2 separate regions of the Sus scrofa genome follow, and region 2 is linked to region 1. A link is a contact called in public Hi-C data. All regions are on one chromosome and are shown on one strand. The core of a region is the stretch at or near the end of the contact, and the rest is flanking DNA. Distances in the headings are between cores, read along the strand shown. Region 1 holds the start of TMEM231 (transmembrane protein 231). Region 2 holds the start of WDR59 (WD repeat-containing protein 59).

Evidence for each region. Hi-C and Micro-C count contacts between places; a contact is called where the count stands out from the background.
Region 2: a Hi-C map of embryonic fibroblasts shows a contact between it and region 1, with 2.6 times the contacts expected there. The contact joins the promoter of WDR59 here to the promoter of TMEM231 in region 1. A contact is called at or near these places in 2 of 47 Hi-C or Micro-C datasets (embryonic fibroblasts and liver).

What each region holds. Positions count from the first base shown.
Region 1 is chr6:12,138,323-12,141,577 of Sscrofa11.1, reverse strand. It overlaps TMEM231 (transmembrane protein 231), which reads right to left and starts at 1,261. Exons shown (of 6, transcript XM_005664337.3): 1 at 391-1,261. The coding sequence starts at 891.
Region 2 is chr6:12,680,662-12,683,937 of Sscrofa11.1, reverse strand. WDR59 (WD repeat-containing protein 59) reads right to left here and starts at 1,772. Exons shown (of 28, transcript XM_021093785.1): 1 at 1,580-1,772. The coding sequence starts at 1,633.

The sequences.
Region 1 (3,255 bases), core at 12-2,511:
AAAAAAAGAGAGAGAGAACGTCAACTGGCTTTCACGACTCAGCAACTTTCGCGACCACGCTTCCATCAGGCCACGCCCACGGAAATGGGGGCCAGAGACAGGCTGTCCGCAGGCTATCAGTCTCTGTGTGGGACACACACCCTGACAGCAGTGACTAATTTTCTCGGGGGTGGTGGACGGCTTGGAGAATTCGAATATTACAAAATATTTACTCCCCAGGAAATTAAATATAAGCTTAGGCCAATGAGCCTGTACACACAACTTCTGTGGATTCGTAACTCCTTCAGACCCAAGCAGGGCCCCCAGGGACAAGGACCCGGACCGCCCAGCTTCCTCCCACGCATGCCCCTATCCCCATCTCCATCCATACACCCGCCCAGAACCACGCACCGAAACGAGCGGGACGCGCAGGTGATCCCCCTGCAGTCGGTTGAAGGCAGGGAACGTGCTCCAGGCCAGGAATCCGCCGTGCGCGTGCTCAGGTCCCAGCAAGGCCACGAGCAGCACTTGGTGCTGGAAGCGTACGGTCGGCTGCTCCTCGTAGCTACTCCGTTTCAGCCAAAACCCTGAGGTAAAGAGGGCAGGAGGCAGAGGGGAAGAGGTTAGGGAGGCCGGCGGGAGCACCGGGGAGAATCCTGTCGCGCACTGGCCTTCAGGCAGGCTCACCGTGGCTCCGGAAGGCCACCAGCAGCGGTGGGATGTACGTGAGGGCGGTGGCCAGCAGCAGGAACAGCGCGGCCTTGGAGCAGAGCCCCGCGCGGTAGCCGCGCTCCACCGGGTGAGAAAAGAGTTCGTGGAGCGCCATGAGCACAGGTCGGAGTCGGGCTGCGCGTCCCGGACCCCTCCGCGGTTCCAGAGACTCGACCAACTTTGGCTTCTCCTGGTTGCCATAGCCTTGGTCTCCACGGCAACCGCAGGCGCGGGGAAAGGAACCAATAGCAAGGAAGCTGGCTTTGGTGGGGGTGGGGCTAACGGGGGGCGGTACCCACTGGTGGATCGTAGTCCTAGCTTTAAGCGTTAGGCGCCCTTTCCTATAAGCTGAGCAGAAATGGAATGTTCCGTGCCCCCAAATCTTAGCATCGCCCTTGTTAACATTTGTGTCAAATTAGATTTTCATAAATATTAAAGTAAATACCTGCATAAGTGTCATCTGTTAATCCCCAATGTGGTTCACTGTACACTGAGTCCAGTAACGGCACACCTTACATTGGAGGAAAACAGTGTGGTCCTGGACCTGGTCACTCCTTTGTATCCAAATGTACCTTTTTTCTTTCTTTCTTTTCACTTTTATTTATTTATTTGTTTGTTTGTTTTTAGGGCCGCATCCGCAGGCATATGGAAGTTCCCGGGCTAGGGGTCAAATAAGAGCTGCAACTGCCGCCTACAGCACAGTTCCAGCAACACAGGTTCTGAGCTGCGTCTGTGACCTACACCACAGGCCATGGCAATGCCAGTTCCTTAACCCACTGAGCGAGGCTAGTGATCCAATCCACATCCTCATGGATGCTAGTCAGGTCCCTTACCACTGAGCCAGGGCAGGAACCCCTGTCTCCAAATTTTCTAATGCTTTCACTAGTCCATAGCAAGACAGACACCGAAACAGGTCACAAAGCACCCTGCTCTTCAAGGGATAAGGATAATTACTATATAGCTCTACTATACTATGTTATAGTTGAGCACAGGCTTGACGACCTGTTTTGGGGAAGCTCTGGCCCTCTGCAAAGTTAACCTTGGTGTGTCACTTCATTAAAAGCTCTCCCTAGTATTTCAAACAAGGCAGAAGGATCTTTTTTTTTTTAAGGGCCATACCCATGGCATATGGAGGTTCCCAGGTTAGGGGTCAAATTGGACCTACAGCTGCCAGCTTATGCCACAGGCATGGCAATGCAGGATCCAAGCCATGTCTGCAACTTACACCATAGGTCATGGCAACACCAGATCCCTAACCCACTGAGGGAGGCCAGGGATCAAATGGATCCTCATGGATACCAGTCTGATTCGTTTCCACTGGACCACAATGGGAACTCCCAGGATTTTTTTTTAACACGTTCAACAGCCAACTTCTTTATCAAAAGGACCCGAAGAATCAAATGTCAGTGCCAAGAGATAGTGTGAGGTTTGTTATCAGAATGGAGTCCAGCAGTAGACGCTCCTATTTCAAAACCAACCTAGAAGTGCTTTTGTCTTCTAGTTTCATTGGGATATAACTGACATACAGCACCATATAAGTTTAAGGTGTACAACATAATGATTTGACTTACATACATCATAAAATGATTACAATAAGTTTAGTGAACCCTTCACCTCATATAGAAAATTAAATAGAAAATATTTTTCCTTATAATAAGATCTCTTAGGATTTATTCTCTTTCTTTCATATGTAACCCAGTGCAGTGTTAATTATATTTATCATGTTGTACCTTATATCCCTAGTACTTATCTTGTAACTGCAAGTTTGTACCTTCTTTTCATCCAATCCCCTCTTCCCTCCACCCTGATTCTGGTAGCCACAAATCTGATCTCTTTTTTTAATGAGTTTGTTTATTTTTGGAAGTATAAGTGACCTACAACCCTATTAGTTCCTGTTTCACAGTATGAAGTATTTCTACACATTTCTTTTTTTTTTTTTTTTTTTTTTTTTTTTTGGTCCTTTTAGTGCCGCACTTGCGGCACATGGAAGTTCCCAGGCTGAGGGCCCTGAGCCACAAGGGGAACTCAAGTATACCTATACATTTAAAAACGATCACCATGAGAAGTCTAGTTACCATAACCTAGAAGTGGGTTGTAGATGAGGAAAACAGCTGAGATCCTAACAACACAGAGAGAGGTCAAGACCTCCCTTATGCGAGAACTATCCAGAGTCCAAGCTGACAATGTCAGCAGCCATAAGATGTTTCTGACATATCTGGTCCCGTACTATATATTCTTGCTTTAAAGCTTTTCTGAGGTAGCAACACAGCTGTAAAAAATTGATAGGCTTAAATCTATGTTGCGATTCTGACCTATTGTATCTGTGCTTTAAGCGAATGTCTTTCATTTATATAACCATTAAAATAAAATTTAGAGGCGTTCCTTTGTGGCTCAGTGGGTTAAGGATCTGGCAGTTGTCACTGCTGTATCATTGGTTAGAGTTTTGGGGTAGGTTCAGTCCCTGGCCCGGGAACTTCCCCAGGCCATGGGTGCCGCCACAAAATTTAAAAATTTAGGGAGTTCCCATCGTGGCTCAGCGGTTATGAACCCGACTAGTATCCATGA
Region 2 (3,276 bases), core at 523-3,022, 540 kb before region 1:
CCGACTGGTATCCATGAGGATGCAGGTTCGATCCCTGGTCCCGCTCAGTGGATTAAGGATCTGGCATTGCAGTGAGCTGTACATCACAGATGAGGCCCAGATCTGGATTCTGTGGTACAGGCCGGCAGCTGTAGCTTGGATTTGACCCCTAGCCTGGGGAAGTTCCATATGCTGTGGGTGCAGCCCTAAAAAGGAAAAAAGAAAAAAAATGAAAAAAGAAAAAGGAAATGTATATATACCATTTAGCACAAGGCTGGGCATATGGAAAGCACAGAATACAAAAACGGTTTAAAAAATTATTATTATTATTATTGTCTTTCTGTCTTTTTAAGGCCACACCTGCGGCATATGGAGGTTCCCAAGCTAGGGGTCGGATCGGAGCTGTAGACACCGGCCTACACCACAGCCACAGCAACAGGGGATCAGAGCTGTGTCTGTGACCTACACCACAGCTCAGCTCACCGAAACACCGGATCCTTAACGCATTGAGCGAGGCCAGGGGTCGAACTTGCATCCTCTTGGATGCGAGTCGGGTTCATTAACCGCTGAGCCATGACGGGAACTTCAAAAAAAAAAATTCTTGGAGTTCACGTCGTGGCTCAGTGGTTAACGAATCTGACTAGGAACCACAAGGTTGCGGGTTCAATCCCTGGCCTTGCTCAGTGGGTTAACGATCCGGCGTTGCCATGAGCTGTGGTGTAGGTTGCAGTCGCGGCTCGGATCCCGCGTTGCTGTGGCTCTGGCGTAGGCCGGCGGCTACAGCTCCGATTGGACCCCTAGCCTGGGAACCTCCATATGCCGCGGGAGCAGCCCAAGAAATGGCAAAAAGACAAAAAAAAAAAAAAAAAGTACTAAGTTTCCTTTAGGCTCACCATGTGTCCAGCACTGTGCCACACATTTTAAGTGTATGACCTCATAAAAATTCTCACATCAATCCTTTAAGAGAGACACAATTGGCACCTCTTACAGGTGAGAAAAGATGCACAAAGGGTGATGACAGGCTAAGATATGAGCTGGGATTCGAACCGAGCAACACACGAAATGCATACGCCTCTTCACTGCGCGGTATCTTCCACTACCCTAGCATCAGAGACCACTTAAAGGTTTAAGCGCTGAAACGGGCACCTCGCGTGCAGTTTTTTATTAACTCCATTCCATCAAAGTTCTGTGAGGCAGGGTTCAATACATCTACCTAAGGCTCAGAGAAGTTCTGCAACTTGCCCAAAGTCACTAGGTGCAGGGGGAGCAAACACCCCCTCGCTCTCCACTCCGGTGGTGGGAAGCCTTCCCTCAGCGCTCACTAGAGCGCAATATCTGCACTTGGATATCCTCAGGCCGACCCCACTCCTGTATCCACGAGGGAAACCCCGAAACCTCGCCCATGGCAGCCCCAACCACCCCCAACGGTCTTCAAGGTAACCCTCATCCACTCAGCTCTGACACCTCCAGGTCACCCCCTTGACCATCTCCCCAGCCCGGGCTGGGGGTCGCCAGCCGCCCTGAGACAGACCCGGCAGCGTGGGGGAGGGGAACTGGGAAGGGCGCATGCTCAGAAGGCTCCATTTGGTCCCCAGCTCACCTGGGAGTCGCGGAATTCCACCACCACGTTCTCGCTGCTCCATCTCGCCGCCATTTTCCGCGCCCAGCCGTCGGGACACGAGAACTACGCGTCCCTACCTCAGACACCCGCGTTCCTGGGCTCGGCGAGCCCCACGCAGCCCGCGAGTCAGTGCTGCCACGCCCCGTCCTCGCTTCTGCCTGACCGCAAACTATTGGCTGACCCAAACACTGGCTCCACCCCCTCTTCCCGGATCCTCCAATTGTGGCACGGCGCCTGCCCCCCGAAAAAGGTACGACCCCCTTCACTCCGTCACGGCGTGGGTCACTTTCGCCCCTCGCGGCTGCGGATACCGCCCCCCCCCCTGCCGCGAGCTCTGCCGGGAGTTGTAGTCCAAAGTATGGACAACCGGGGAAGAGCTTGCAGGTTAGAGTTTGGCCGAGGGGAGGTGCGTGTTTTTCCAATCCGTCTCCTCGACGGTGTCAATGGCAAGGCCCAGACTGCATAAAAACCAAAGCTGAGCATTAGTGCAAACCAATGATTATCTCTTACCTCGAAGCCTGGCGCAAAGGCATTGAAAAGGGTAAATGCGCGATTCAATACAGTTTTATACAGTACAGCAGCGCCAGCTAAAATGTCTAGGGACCTGGGGGAGGGGGGTCTACGAAGGCAAAAAATGTCACTGTTATACTAAGAAGTTATTTGCTTTTTTCTTTTTCCTTCACAAATGCACAGTGTTTTTCACAGGTTAGTTACTACTTTTTTTTTTTTTTTTTTTTTTTTTTTGGTCTTTTTGCTATTTCTTGGGCCGCTCCCGCGGCATATGGAGGTTACCAGGCTAGGGGTCGAATTGGAGCTGTAGACGCCGGCCTACGCCAGAGCCACAGCAACGCGGGATCCGAGCCGCGTCTGCAACCTACACCACAGCTCACGGCAACGCCGGATCTTTAACCCACTGAGCAAGGCCAGGGATTGAACCCTCAACCTCGTGGTTCCTAGTCAGATTCGTTAACCACTGCGCCACGACGGGAACTCCTTAATACACATTTGTAACAGATTGAATGTAGAAGCAGGTGTGAAAATCTAGGATTTTTCTCTTAAGCCAATCATTAAAGAAAGTTGCCACTGTTCCCACTAAAGCTGTTTTGTTTTGGAAAATAAAGTTACTTTTCATTTACAAAATGTATTGTTAATGTTAACGCTCATTGACGTGTAAATTAATTTTTTTTTTGTCTTTTGTCCTTTTAGGGCCACACCCACAGCATATGGAGGTTCCCAGGCTAGGGGTCTAATTGGACCTGTTAGCTACGCCACAGCCACAGCCACACCACATCCGAGCCACGTCTGCAACCTACACCACAGCTCACGGCAACACCAGATCCTTAACCCACTGAGGGAGGCTAGGATCGAACCTGCAACCTCATGGTTCCCAGTAGGATTCGTTTCTGCTGCGCCACCACAGGAATGCCAAAATTTTTTAATTATTAGTGTTAATATCTGATGAACTAGACATAAAAGTTTGGGGGGATCATTAATAATTTTCAAGAGTGTAAAGGGGGAGTTCCCAGGTGGCACAGTGGGTTAAGGATCACTGCTGTGGCTCAGATTCCATCCCTGGCCCTTGGAACTTCCATGCCATGGGCCCAGCCAAAAACTAAAACCAAAAAAAAAAGTGCAAAGGGGACCTGAGATCAAAAAGTTGGAAAACCGCTATGCTA